Linked DNA regions of Mus musculus: region 2 is linked to region 1. The links are chromatin contacts, called in public Hi-C maps. All regions are on one chromosome and are shown on one strand. Each heading gives the region's core, a stretch centred on a gene start, on an enhancer-like site or on the middle of the called end of the contact. The rest is flanking DNA. Distances are from core to core; before and after follow the strand shown. Region 1 holds the start of Mfn1 (mitofusin 1). Region 2 holds the start of Atp11b (ATPase, class VI, type 11B).

Evidence for each region. Hi-C and Micro-C count contacts between places; a contact is called where the count stands out from the background.
Region 2: a contact with region 1 is called in a Hi-C map of uterus, with 5 times the contacts expected there. The contact joins the promoter of Atp11b here to the promoter of Mfn1 in region 1. A contact is called at or near these places in 1 of 39 promoter capture datasets (pre-B cells) and 1 of 484 Hi-C or Micro-C datasets (uterus).

The regions. Positions count from the first base shown.
Region 1 is chr3:32,525,266-32,531,104 of GRCm38.p6, forward strand. It overlaps Mfn1 (mitofusin 1), which reads left to right and starts at 4,217. Exons shown (of 18, transcript NM_024200.4): 1 at 4,217-4,430.
Region 2 is chr3:35,751,426-35,757,814 of GRCm38.p6, forward strand. Atp11b (ATPase, class VI, type 11B) reads left to right here and starts at 2,638. Exons shown (of 30, transcript NM_029570.4): 1 at 2,638-2,985. The coding sequence starts at 2,959.

The sequences.
Region 1 (5,839 bases), core at 2,967-5,466:
AACAGGCTGGCTTCGAACTCAGAGATCCACTTTCTTCTGGCTCTTGAGTGTGAATGTTAAAGGCATGTGCCACCACTGTTAGCATCAGGTGCATCCTCAGTCACAAGCTCTTTATAGGCAGCTCTGGGACCCAGTGATGAGACAAGTCATCTCCAGGTGACAGCGCTGCTACTGTGTCCATTGACTTGGCACCTGCCACACATCCCTTTCTTTGTTCATGCATCACGTGCGCCATGGCCGGGATAAGAGATTCATCCCTGCCTGCAGCCCTCTCACTTCTTCCCGCTCAGAGGCCACCTCTGCCAATAAAACATCCCACGTGAGAGACCTGCAGCTGGTGTGATTTGTCTGGGATTGTGCCCCATAGTCTAACAACCACCAACCGGAAAGTCTCTAGCATCTTAAAACGTTTCTTTCGAGAAAGTGAAAATATACTCTTTGATCCCACTGAACATTACTGATGCCTAAAAGAGAACATGTATCAATTGAAGGTGCACACCTGGTTTCTATTCTTGGTCCTTAAATAGATCATGACCACAAACAATGGAGAGAATGTTAAACAACTTTCAGACAGCTCAAGACTTTGTATTTCACTGTTTTTCAAATGAGCAAATGAAAGAACCTAGTGGGGAAACCCCTACTTGTATCCAGAGTTGGCATGCATCCAAAGAATCAAGAGAGACCGTCTTGATGCAAACACATGAGGTAGGTTAATGACGGAGCTCTGGGCCCACACATATCTCACACAGGAGATAGCAGTTGTCGGCCACGAGGCTCAAAAGCTAGGGGTTTTTATAGAAAAGGGGCTGGGGCTGGGGGAGGAATTGGCGTGGTTTCACACAATTGGTTCATTTAAACATCGGCGGACTGAACGTGCAGATCGAGGTAACAGCAGAGCATTCTGGTTAACATTTAACCCATGTCAGAAGGGCGGGAGATAGGGAGGCGCTGGGCCAGTCCGGACATGTCTTTGCATTCTCTTTATCTTTATGGCCAAGCAGCCTCAGGAATGTCTTAATGATGGGCCTGCCTGGGCATGTCCTGGCCTGTTCTGCTATGTTTTCAGCCCCAGGTTTCAAAGCTAACAAACAACTCTTTGGGCTATTTGACATAAATTACATGAATCACAGGTCTCAAGTTTTATTTTCTTTCACAAACAGCTGTGAAGATCTATTAAGACAGTGCTCAGGAATACAAGAATGAGCCATGGGGTCAGGTAGATGTCTGCTCTGTGGGTAAAGGTGTGGCTGTTCTAGCCTCATGACCCTCATTCAACCCCAGAACACATGGTAATAGGAGAGAATATTTTGTTACTGTTTTTGAGATTAGGGTATCACACTGTAGCCCTGGCTGGTCTTGAATTTGTTATGTAGACCTGACTGACCTTGAACTCTCCTGGTTCTGCCTTCTGAACCCTGGGATTAAAAGTGTGTACCTGGCACCTAGCCTTGAGAGTTTTTATACTTTCTAAAATATTTATTTATTTATTTAATGTATAAGAGTACAGTGTAGTTGTCTTCAGACACATCAGAAGAGGCATCAGATCCCATTACAGATGGTTGTGAGCCACCATGTGATTGGTGGGAATTGAACTCGGGACATCAGGAAGAGCAGTCAGTGCTCTTAACTGTTGAGCCATCTCTCTAGACCCAAGACTCTTTTTTTTTTTTTTTTTTTTTTGGTCAATAATTTTAAATGGTCATTTTTGTGTGTTTTAGTGTTAGGATTGGCCTACTTTACTTTTTACTGCTATGACAAACACTATGACCAAAAAGCAACTTGGGGAAGAAAGGGGTCTTCCTGTTTTTGTTTTAGTTTTCTTTTTCTTTGTGTGTGTGTGTGTGTGTGTTACCTTAAACTTTATAGTCCATCATTAAGAGATGCCAAGGCAGGAACTGAAGCAGAGTTCAGTAAAAATACTGTTTACTAGTTTATTCTCCATGCCTCACTCAGCTTGCTGTCTTATACAACCAAGGAGCACCTGCCCAGGGGTGACACCTTCCAAAGTGGGCTGGGATCTCACACATTAATCAACACAATGCCCTACAGACTTGCCCAGAGGCCAATTATTTGAAGACAGTTCCTCAATTGGGTGTTCCCTCTTCCCTGATGACTCCAGTTTATGTCAGTTGTCACTGGGATTGGACTCTGGACTTTGTGCACACTAAACACACTGTCACTGAGTTATTCGCCAGCCCCTAGGTACTGACCTGTCTTTGCTGTGCTTTGCATAGTATGTGCACACGTGTGAGTACATTAGCCGCTAGAGATCAACAGTGAGCAACGTTCACTATCAGTCTCCACCTTATTTTGGAAACAGTCTTTCTTTTTTGTTTTTTGTTTGTCAAGACAGGGTTTCTCTGTGTAGCACTGGCTGTCCTGGAATTCACTCTGTAGACCAGGCTGGCCTCGAACTCAGAAATCCTCCTGCCTCTGCCTCCCAAGTGCTGGGTTCAAAGGTGTGTGCCACCATGCCTGGCAAGTCTTTCAAAGAACTCAGCTCACTGATTTGCTAGCCTGGCCAGCCAGCTCCAGAGATTTCCCCACCCCCAGCATTATTGTTTTCCCCATGAGTGGCTAGAGATCTGGATCCAGGTCTTTATGCCATCACAGCAAGAACTTTACTGCTTGAGCCTTCTCCCCAGTCTCTTAAGTACTGATCCTTATTGGCTATATACCCTGGAAATAGGCAGTTCAAGGCCAGCCTGGTCTATGGAGTGAGTTCCAGGGCTACACAGAGAAACCCTGTCTCAAAAAGAAAAAAATCATTTTAAAAAATCTGGCCTGGGAGGCAAAGGCATTGGATCTCTGTGAGTCCAAGGCTAACTTGTTCTACATAGTGAGTTCCAGGACCCAGGACTGTCTATATAAAATGACACTGTCTCCAAAAAACAACCCAAAACAAAAATCTTCAAATTTAGGCAGAGTGAGAGCACAGATCTGAATTCTAGCACTTGGGAGGCTGTGACAGCGGGTTTGTGAGTTCTTTTTGTTGTTGTTTTGTTTTGTTTTGTTTTTTGTTGTTGTTTGTTTGTTTGTTTGTTTTTTTTGGAGACAGGGTTTCTCTGTATAGCTCTGGTTGTCTTGGAACTCACTTTGTAGATCAGGCTGGCCTCAAACTCAGAAATCTGCCTGTCTCTGCCTCTCGAGTGCTGGGATTAAAGGTGTGTGCCACCACGCCCAGCTCATGCTTGTTTTTTTAACTCATCCATTTTAGCACTGTCCTTCCTATGTGTCTTGGACAGTTTTTCTCCAGATATTCCCAGTAACAGTCCTGAAATGACCTGAGAAATGACATCCTTTCAGAAAACACATACCTCTTTGGCTCCACCTTGCTCATTTTTCTTCACTCTATCCTCTTGTCCTGATCTCCCCCCCCCCCCATAATAGCAGTCATAGTCTGAAATGATCTCATTCACTGTATTTATCCAACTTTTTTATCCAACTTTTATTTTTATTTATCCAACTTTTGCAGGTGCCCATCAATGTTTTAAGCACTTTACACCCTAACCCATTTACTTTCCCACAATTCATGAAGTAGGCATTTTTAGTATTTTATAGATGAGGTAGCTGCCATTCATATGGATAAAGGGGCTTCCCTGGCAAAAGCATCTCATTTGCTAACTCTGTAAAGAACCTCTCAGGACACATGCTGTGAAACCTCTCTTGGAAGGTGGAACATGTAGAGTCCTTGGGCTTCACCCTCGATCAATCAATCAATGGTTTAACAAGATTCCCAGGTGATTCCTAACAAAGTTTAAATCATGAACAATTAATTTTCTTGAGTAATACCTCTTACAGTAAGTAGACACACACAGCTCACTCCAGTAACCCCAGAAAACCAATCAAGACCAGAGCAATTGGAAAAGTCAAAGTTTTGACGACCCCCCCCCCCCCCCCCGCATGATAAACATCTATGTGGTTTTGGGGTACTTCTCCCCCTACACCCTCAGATAACCATGGACATCTTTTCACACTTGGCGCCTTTGAGCTTTGAAAACTCTGAAGGGAAAAACCAAGGGGAGGAGTTGGAAGGTGGAACAGAAAACAGCCCAGTGGTTAATAAGAACTCCTGCCCAAAACAAACCTCGCCTTCAGCCCTGAAGGAAAATGGCGCCCGCAATATATGCAGTTCTGGTCTCGAAGCGTCAGCCAATAGGAGATCCGAAGCGCCGGAAGTAGCCGCCCCTAGCCCCTCCTCTGGGCACCTCCCCTCTTTCGGGAGGATGAGACAGCCAGGGGGCTGTGGCGGAGCTGTGGTTGCTGGGTGACAGTGGGGAGCAGGGACGGAGTGAGTGTCCGCTGGCGGGTGGCGACGTCCGGGGTGACCTTCGAGCTCCGGACCGGCGCAGCGCGAGCGCCCTGACGGGCCGGGGCGGCGGGCCGGGCAAGGGCGACGGGCGGCCAGCCTGAGGGAAGGCCCTGTCCAGGTAGGAATCCACCCGGCTGGGCAGGCTCTCGGCCCACGCGGCTTCCTCTCCCCACGCACCTCCTCCGCGCCGTCAGTTCAGGATTCCGGAGGGAGCCACCCTCCTGGTGGCCACGGCGCTTCTTTTCACGCACACCAGCGTTAGCGTGTGCTTGTCTTTGGTGGCTTTTCATAGGAGCTTCCAGGTAGAACGTCTTTTACTTTAAATTCAACATTCCTTTAAGTTTGGGGACTTTGGCTTGAAGCCTTCCTTCATGCCTTCTTTAAGTCTTGACTCCGTAATTGTGACGAAAGCTGCTACCTTCTTGGTGTCTGTACTGCATTAAGACTTGGGCATTCTTTTATTTTCTTCGCTAACTGGGAAACTTAGTTTAGCTAAACTAGTTTCATCTTCACTCGAGGAAAATAAATTAGGGATTACAACCAAGATTTTTGTTACTAGCTTTTACCGATTTTACATTTATTTACATATCTACTCTTCCAGGATTGAAGATTGAGCCCCTCCCAGGTCTCCCATGCTAGGCAAATGCCATTGTATCCCTAAACCGGTTTCTAAACTGAGTGTCACTGAGAGACCCAGGCAAGCCTTGATCTCACTCTGTTGCCTCTTGTAGACTTGAATTTTCAGCTTTTCCTGTGTGACACTCCTGAGTAACTGAATTACAGGTAACATGACAGGAGGCAAATTTCTCTTTTTTTAATGGGAGATCACTCGAGAGTAATCTTTGGTTTCTGACTAACATGGTTTCTGTAAATAAATAAATAATACTAAAAAGTATTTTATCTATTTGGCCAGGTTAATTTTTTGCTATTAGGAAATTGAGGCATGAACTAGCAGGTATCAGACTAAGCATGATTTTAAATGTTTGCTCTGTTTTTAGATTTTTTAATGTGTATGTTTTTCTTCCATATACGGATGCATGTTTCACCACAGTTTCTGCGCAGTGCCCTTGAGGTCAGAATAGGGCATAAGATCCCCTGGAACTGGAGTTACAGGTGGTTGTGAGCTACCAATTTAAGTCCTTCTGAAGAGCAACAAGTGTTTTAAAGCACTGAGACATCTGCCTAGCCCTGGAGGCATGCACATTTCATTTCTTCTTTCTTCTTCTTCTTCTTCTTCTTCTTCTTCTTCTTCTTCTTCTTCTTCTTCTTCTTCTTCTTCTTCTTTTGTTTTTGTTTTTGTTTTTTATTTGTTTGATTTTGAGACAGGGTTTCCCTGTGTGTCCCTGACTGTCCTGGAACTTGCTCTGTAGACCAGGCTGGTCTTGAACTCACAGACATCCAGCTGTCTTTGAGTGCTGGGACTATGCGCCACCACTGCCCTGTTTTCATATGGTTTTTAAAATTATATTTAACTTATATGTGGAAGCGGTAGACTTTCACAGTTGGTGTTTGGAGGCAGAGAACAAC
Region 2 (6,389 bases), core at 1,388-3,887, 3.2 Mb after region 1:
TAGATTATAAGCTGCAGCCAGGACAGAGGAGGCCACTCTAAAGTGGGTTTTGTGCCCTTTCCTAATTTTAGGCAGTCTTCACACAATCATTTGATGCTGAAGAAATAGTTGTGGAATAAATGAACTGCTACTACCTCCAAACTTTTTTTTTTTTTTTATACCTGGTACCTGCCTTCTTAAATCATGAGTTTTCTCTTCTCTCTCCCTAAGCCTTCCCAATCACAAGCAACAGGGTGTAATTCCTTTTATATTATGTGAAGGTGTTTTCATGGGGTCCACTTAAATCCAACTGCAACAAAGAGCCAGAATATCTCAGATCATTTAAGCTCGAAAACCACAACTTCTGTGACAAGTAATTGTTACATTTTCCCATCAATCAGGACAGGAATTGGTTCCTGGGCCTGGGAACGTGAACTTAGTTTAACCCTGCCAGCAAGTTGGGAAAGTTGTCCTTGAGATGGCTGGACCCAGACAAGTGTCTCTTTACAACAGAAGGCATTCAGCTATTGGGAAGTCCCCAGCTCCCCTAGGGCCTGGGACCTTGAACTTAGTTTCCCCCTATGGTTAAATGGAGGTTAAAAACAAAATGTCAGTACTTAGGGCAAGTTTCTTTTGTTTGTTCCCAATAGCATACACATACAACTGAAATCAAGATTTCAGAGAATTGATCCCTCTGACCTCTATACACCCACATGGCACATACTCCTACCTCCAAGAAATAAATTTAATTAAAAAAAAAACCCTGATTATTATACATGGAGAAGATTTTACCACCACTAAAGAATTACAACTATAGTATAAAAATGCTCGGCCATGCTATGGTTCTGGTAGAAAATGTTTGGAGCAAAACACTGCCCTGTTGCTATTTTTGTTCCTGACAGTTTGGACTTTCATATGGTCTTCACATATTTGAGCTGCTTTTTGCCACATTGCCTCATAACACCTCGAATCAACTCCTTCCTAATTCCCCACCCCCTGTCCACTTCCACCTTTAGAAATTTGGAAGCCAGTTCAATGATATGTAATGCATCCTCTAGGTTGCTGTTTTACAGGTTTTCTTGACAAATTTTGGTGGCATATAAATAAAACATTTCCAGGCCTACTTTGTAACCAAGTCACTGAGAAACGAGATGTGAGAAGTAAGTTTGTTTAGGAATATAGCTTAAGAACACAGGTTCTACTGTCCGATTATCCATAATCCAAATCACAGTTTTGCCGAATTATTTAACTTGAGCTTCTCCATCTGCACAATCGGGATAATACGTACTTCAGAGACCCAATTAGAGTATCGGGTAGAGCTTGACGCAGTGGGTTCTGGGACACTGCCTTAGAACGGAAGTAACATTTTGTTTTCTCTAAAAGCATTCCAGTAACTTTATGCTGGTGTCACAGAGTAAGGGTCGGGCATAAGAGCAAAACGAAGGTTCCTTTTTCTTTTTAAATATCTGTCCTAAATTTGGGTAATTTATAATATTAAAAAAAAATTATTGCAGGTCCCCCCCCCCCCCCCCCGAGACAGGGTTTCACTGTATAGCCCTGGCTGTCCTGGAACTCACTTTGTAGACCAGGCCGGTCTCGAACTCAGAAATCTGCCTGCCTGTGTCTCCCGAGTGCAGGGATTAAAAAGGGATTAAAGGGCTCCATTGCAGATTTTATAGGCCATAGATAACTGAAAGACTCTAATTGCAATGCTGGATTAACTAAGACATGACTACTGAAACCAAAAGACAGATTTGTCTAATCACCGTAGCTTAGATTTAGGTTTTTGCAGAATGTTACTTTTCAAATTACAAATGTCTGATGGTGACGTGTTTTAATTCAGGAAAAAGAGAGTACGACGAAGACGAACAGGTGGCTGCTTTTAGACAGTATAAACTTGTTCCAGTTGCTTGTATGGGCCTTCTTAAAAGTTATCCACACCCTTGTTAGAGAGGTCACGCTACTTTGGAGGTAGTTTTCATTGCATGCTTAGCAATTAGCTTTCCGAGGAAAGTCTCTCCCCTTAGCCTTTCCAGCTTAATTCATCAGGATAGGAACTCAGCAATAGCTCCAGAAATTGAGGTGCAGGCTGGACTCTCACAGAGAAATCTCAAACTTTCCCCAATATTAGTCCACTTTGGTTACTCGCTGAGTTATGTGTGAAGCAATTAAATGCCTTTGACAATTAAAAAAATTTTTTTTACCAAGTCTATAAGAATTTTGTACAATTTAGTTTGATCATAATCATCTCCCTCTCCAAATGTAAGTCTTTGATAATTTAATGGTCTGGGCACAGACCTTTTGGTCACATACATTTGCTGGTGTGGATCCGAATGTTGGGGTGGATGGGGGGGGGGGTTGGTGGGGGAGGGGGAAGATCTGTGACAGGGCAGAGCCAACTCCTCTTCGAGGAGTTGCTACAGCCTAGCCGGCCAAGATACAAAAACTCGAAAAAGGCCCACAGAGCCGGCGAGCCTGACAGCGCTCACGTTTTCGCGACAAACCGCCCCGGAAAGGGGCGGGCAAACCCGCGCGGAAACACGGAAGGGTGGGCCTCCGAGAGGTAAAGAAGCGGGCGGGTCCAGAGCAGGTGAGGGAGGGGCACAGGGCTTGGGGGCGGGACCATGGAGGGCGAGGGCGGGGCGGCGCCGTGGGGGCGGGCCCATGGCGGGCGAGGGCGGGGCGGCGCCGTGGGGGCGGCGGTGCTTCGGGTGACAACGGTCAGAGATGAAGGTGGCGGCGGCTCAGCGGGGAGTAGTGCTGCGCCGGGCGCGGTTGGCAGCCAGGCCGCGCCTGTAGGACCTCCGGGCCGGGGTGGCGGGATGGGGACCCGACTCGGGTAGAAAAGCGGGGACAGCAGAGAGCAGAACTTAAGCCCGAGGGGCTCGCCTGCTCCGGTCACACTCGGAGTCCTCTTCCACCTGCTGCCGCTCGGTCCCGCGTCCGGCGGGCCACGACGGCGTCGGCGACGGCGGGGGCATGTGGCGCTGGGTCCGGCAGCAGCTGGTAAGTGAGGGCTGGGTGGCGCGGCGGGGCGGCGAGGGCTAGGCCGCGGCGGGGGCGCGCGGCTCTCTCTCGGCCCGGGCTCCGCACAGCGCGGGGATGCACTGCAGCTTGCGGCCGCTGAGGGTCGCGAGCCGCGCGGGCCCCGAGGTGGCGGAGGTAGCGGCGCGGGGCGCGGGTCAGGCGGCTCCCCCGGACTCCGAACTAGGCTCGTGCGGGCTCCGGAGGAGGTCTGGGTCCTCCTCGGCCTCCCGGCGGAAGCTCGCCCTGGGCCTAGGAGGAAGGCGCGCCGGAAAGGTCTTCACCGCAGACCGGTGCAACTTCTCTGTGCATCTCTTGTGTGTCACCCACCCCTCAAGGCGGTTAGAACGCACGGGTTAGGAGCCAGTGGTTTAACTTTTGAACATTACTGTATTACCTGGAAAAAGAAAAAGAAAACCCTAGAGTGACTTAAGTGTCTAAAAAGCGTCACCTTTCTCAGAAATCATTCACAGACGAAAATCTCTCATGTCCCTTGGCACTTGCAGCCCAGAAAATAACAACGCCAAGGCGACAATGACAGTTAAGGCAGACATCACTTCAGTTCTAGGAATGCTAATCTATATGCTGTTTAATTTTGAAATTGTACCAATTGCAGTATTTTTTTTCTACGAGGTTTCAAGGCAGTGATAAATCTTAGAGAAACAGAAATGTCCTGTTTTGAGACCAAAATCTTCATTCTTTTTTCTTGTGGTAGAACAGTTTTTCAGGTGAAAACTAAAAAGTATGTATTTCAGTCAGTCTCCTGTTTATTTTACAGTAAGCATCATTCTTAAATAAAGAAATCTTATAAATAAAACTAGAACCGCCTGCCACTCCCTCATACAAATGGTAGGTCTTTATTTTTAGCTAACTGTTGCAAATTGAAGTATTCCAGCTTTATTGGGAATCCAAGCTAATGATGTCATTTAATCCACACTTGCTTTCTTGTGGCAAGCCAGTACAGTAAGGAAGTTAATTATTACAAATCTGATCTGCTTTTGACTTCTCAGGCGTCAAGTAAACAAAAGATTTAACACCTTTTTATCTGATGTTTTGGGTGAGAAAATAGTTTTTAAGGCTGTTTTTTCAAGCCTTTCCCAGTATGTTAAGACAGTCTCTCAGTGTGAGGTACTTTTTTGTTAGCTTGAATAAAATCTTTCTATGTGATCATTCCTATCTTCCAGATAGAAATCTGGTAATGTTGTGAGAAATGGCTTTATGTTTACGGCTGAAAGGGATAAACCAGAAGCTGTGTGGTCATTTTTAAGTCAGCTGTCTCATGGCCCTGACTAACAAGTTGAACAAGTTGCTTTCCATTTTAAAAAAAAAAAATACTATCTCTGATATTTAGTTGTCTGTCACTGGTTTTACTTTTAAGATAATCAAGTCTTTAAGAACTTGTGCCAGGGCTGGAGAGATGGCTCAGTGAGTTAAGAGCACTGACTCTTCCAGAGGTCCTGAGTTCAATTCCCAGCAATCACATGGTAGCTCACAGACCATCTGTAATGGGGTCTGATGCACTCTTCTGGTGTGTCTGAAGACAGCTACAGTGTACTCATCTAAATAAAAATAAATAAATCTTTAAAAAAACAAAAACAAAAACCCTTGTGCCAAAGCAGGACTTTGAATTGCTGACTAAGTTTGTGTAATCACTTAAATACAAATTAAGGACAGTGTGTACAAAGGAACGAAGTATGTTGTACTAGCTCAGTAATAAACAGCCTTTCTAGTTGCTACTCCAAGAATTCAGTTAAAAAATTCTATCTTGGATTATTCAAATTATACAAATTTTATATACAAATAATGCAAATTTTATTATTATTTTGCTCACTGGGTTTAGTCACCAGCATTATGTTAATTGTAAAATTCATAAAAGGGAAAATTTGGGTAAATCAATAAATCATAGGGACAGGTTGTTTTGGAAATGTTTTGGAACATTTCATATGAATCCTGGCTTTCAACCAATAATTTAACAAAAAAAAAGATACTTTTTGTTTTTAATTTTTGATTACTGCTTAGTGTGTTTGGGTATGTGTGTAAGTAAGTCAGGACACCCTGTGCCAGTCAGTTCTTTGCTACCTTGTGGGTCTCAGGAATCAAACTCAGGTTCTCATTTGCTTCCTGAGACATCTAACTTAACTTGCTGTGTTTTTATGATAGAGACAATTATATCTTCTGTTTTATTTTATTTGCAGTTTTAAAAAAATTGATTGATTTCTTATCTCTATTAAATATTTTTAATTGCCTAATGATGAGAAATCATGATAAAAACTGACATTTTCCCTTTATGAAAATAGTGAAAACTTGTGGAATATCCTTTTCTTTTTTCTTTTTTGTTTTTCTTTCACACATAATGTTCAAATTATTTTATGCTAAAAGTTATTATGTATTTCTGGTGTAGTTCATATTCATAGTGTAGCCCTTTTCAGTAACATGTTGTACTTAGTCATTATAGTCCGTCATTAACAGCATCTCAATTATAACAGCATAGGACCGTTAGATGCCTAGTGTGTTGTTGTTGTTATTGTTATTATTGTTATCATTTATTACTTTGCCAGAGCTGTCAGTCAAACCCACAGCTTTACACATGCTAGCGGTAGCTGTTGACCACATGCAGCTGCTAAAATTTGTGGTAAGAGAAGAATACTCATATAGCATATTTATTTGTATAGTGCTGATGTCTACCTTTAAGCAAACATTCTTATAAACAAATATATTTAGATGACCTATAAGGTTTCATTACAGAACAACATAGTACCATGTTTTCATAGAACTAACTTGTTTGTAGGTATTTGCTAAATCCTGTTTTATGTGAACGTGATGAGGCTTTTACTCATGACTGTTCTCAGTCAGCCCCTATATTGGGCTACAGTTAGTCTTGAGAATGTTTTCTGGATAATGAATAGATTAGGAAATAATGAATATTATTTCTGTGTTTAGCAATATAGTGATAAGATTTAAGTCTGACCAGTCCAGAAGAGTGTAGAAAATGATTGTAACTGCAAGCAACCACAAACTAGCAGGCTGCGGGTGTTTGTTTAACTGGTGGGACAGGCCTGTAATCCCAGCATCTGGGAGTTGGATGAGGAAGATCGTGAGCTGGGGTACGCTGCAGAGCGCTTCTTACACTGTTCATGATGTCCCTTGAGCCTCCCGATTCACTGAGGAAACTGGCAGTTCTTAGCCGCAGCTTGCTGGGTGTTATCAACTGTGTGAGTACACTTGCTGGGTCTGTGTTCCCTGCCTTGTTTGTGCCAGCAGCACAGGAGTGAAGCCCCTCTCCAGCTCCATTCACTGTGGTCACCAAGCTGCTCTCATCGTTCTCTAGCCTCCTCCGTCAGGTCACTTAGCAGAGCCTTGAACCTGCAGACACAGTGACGCTTCCC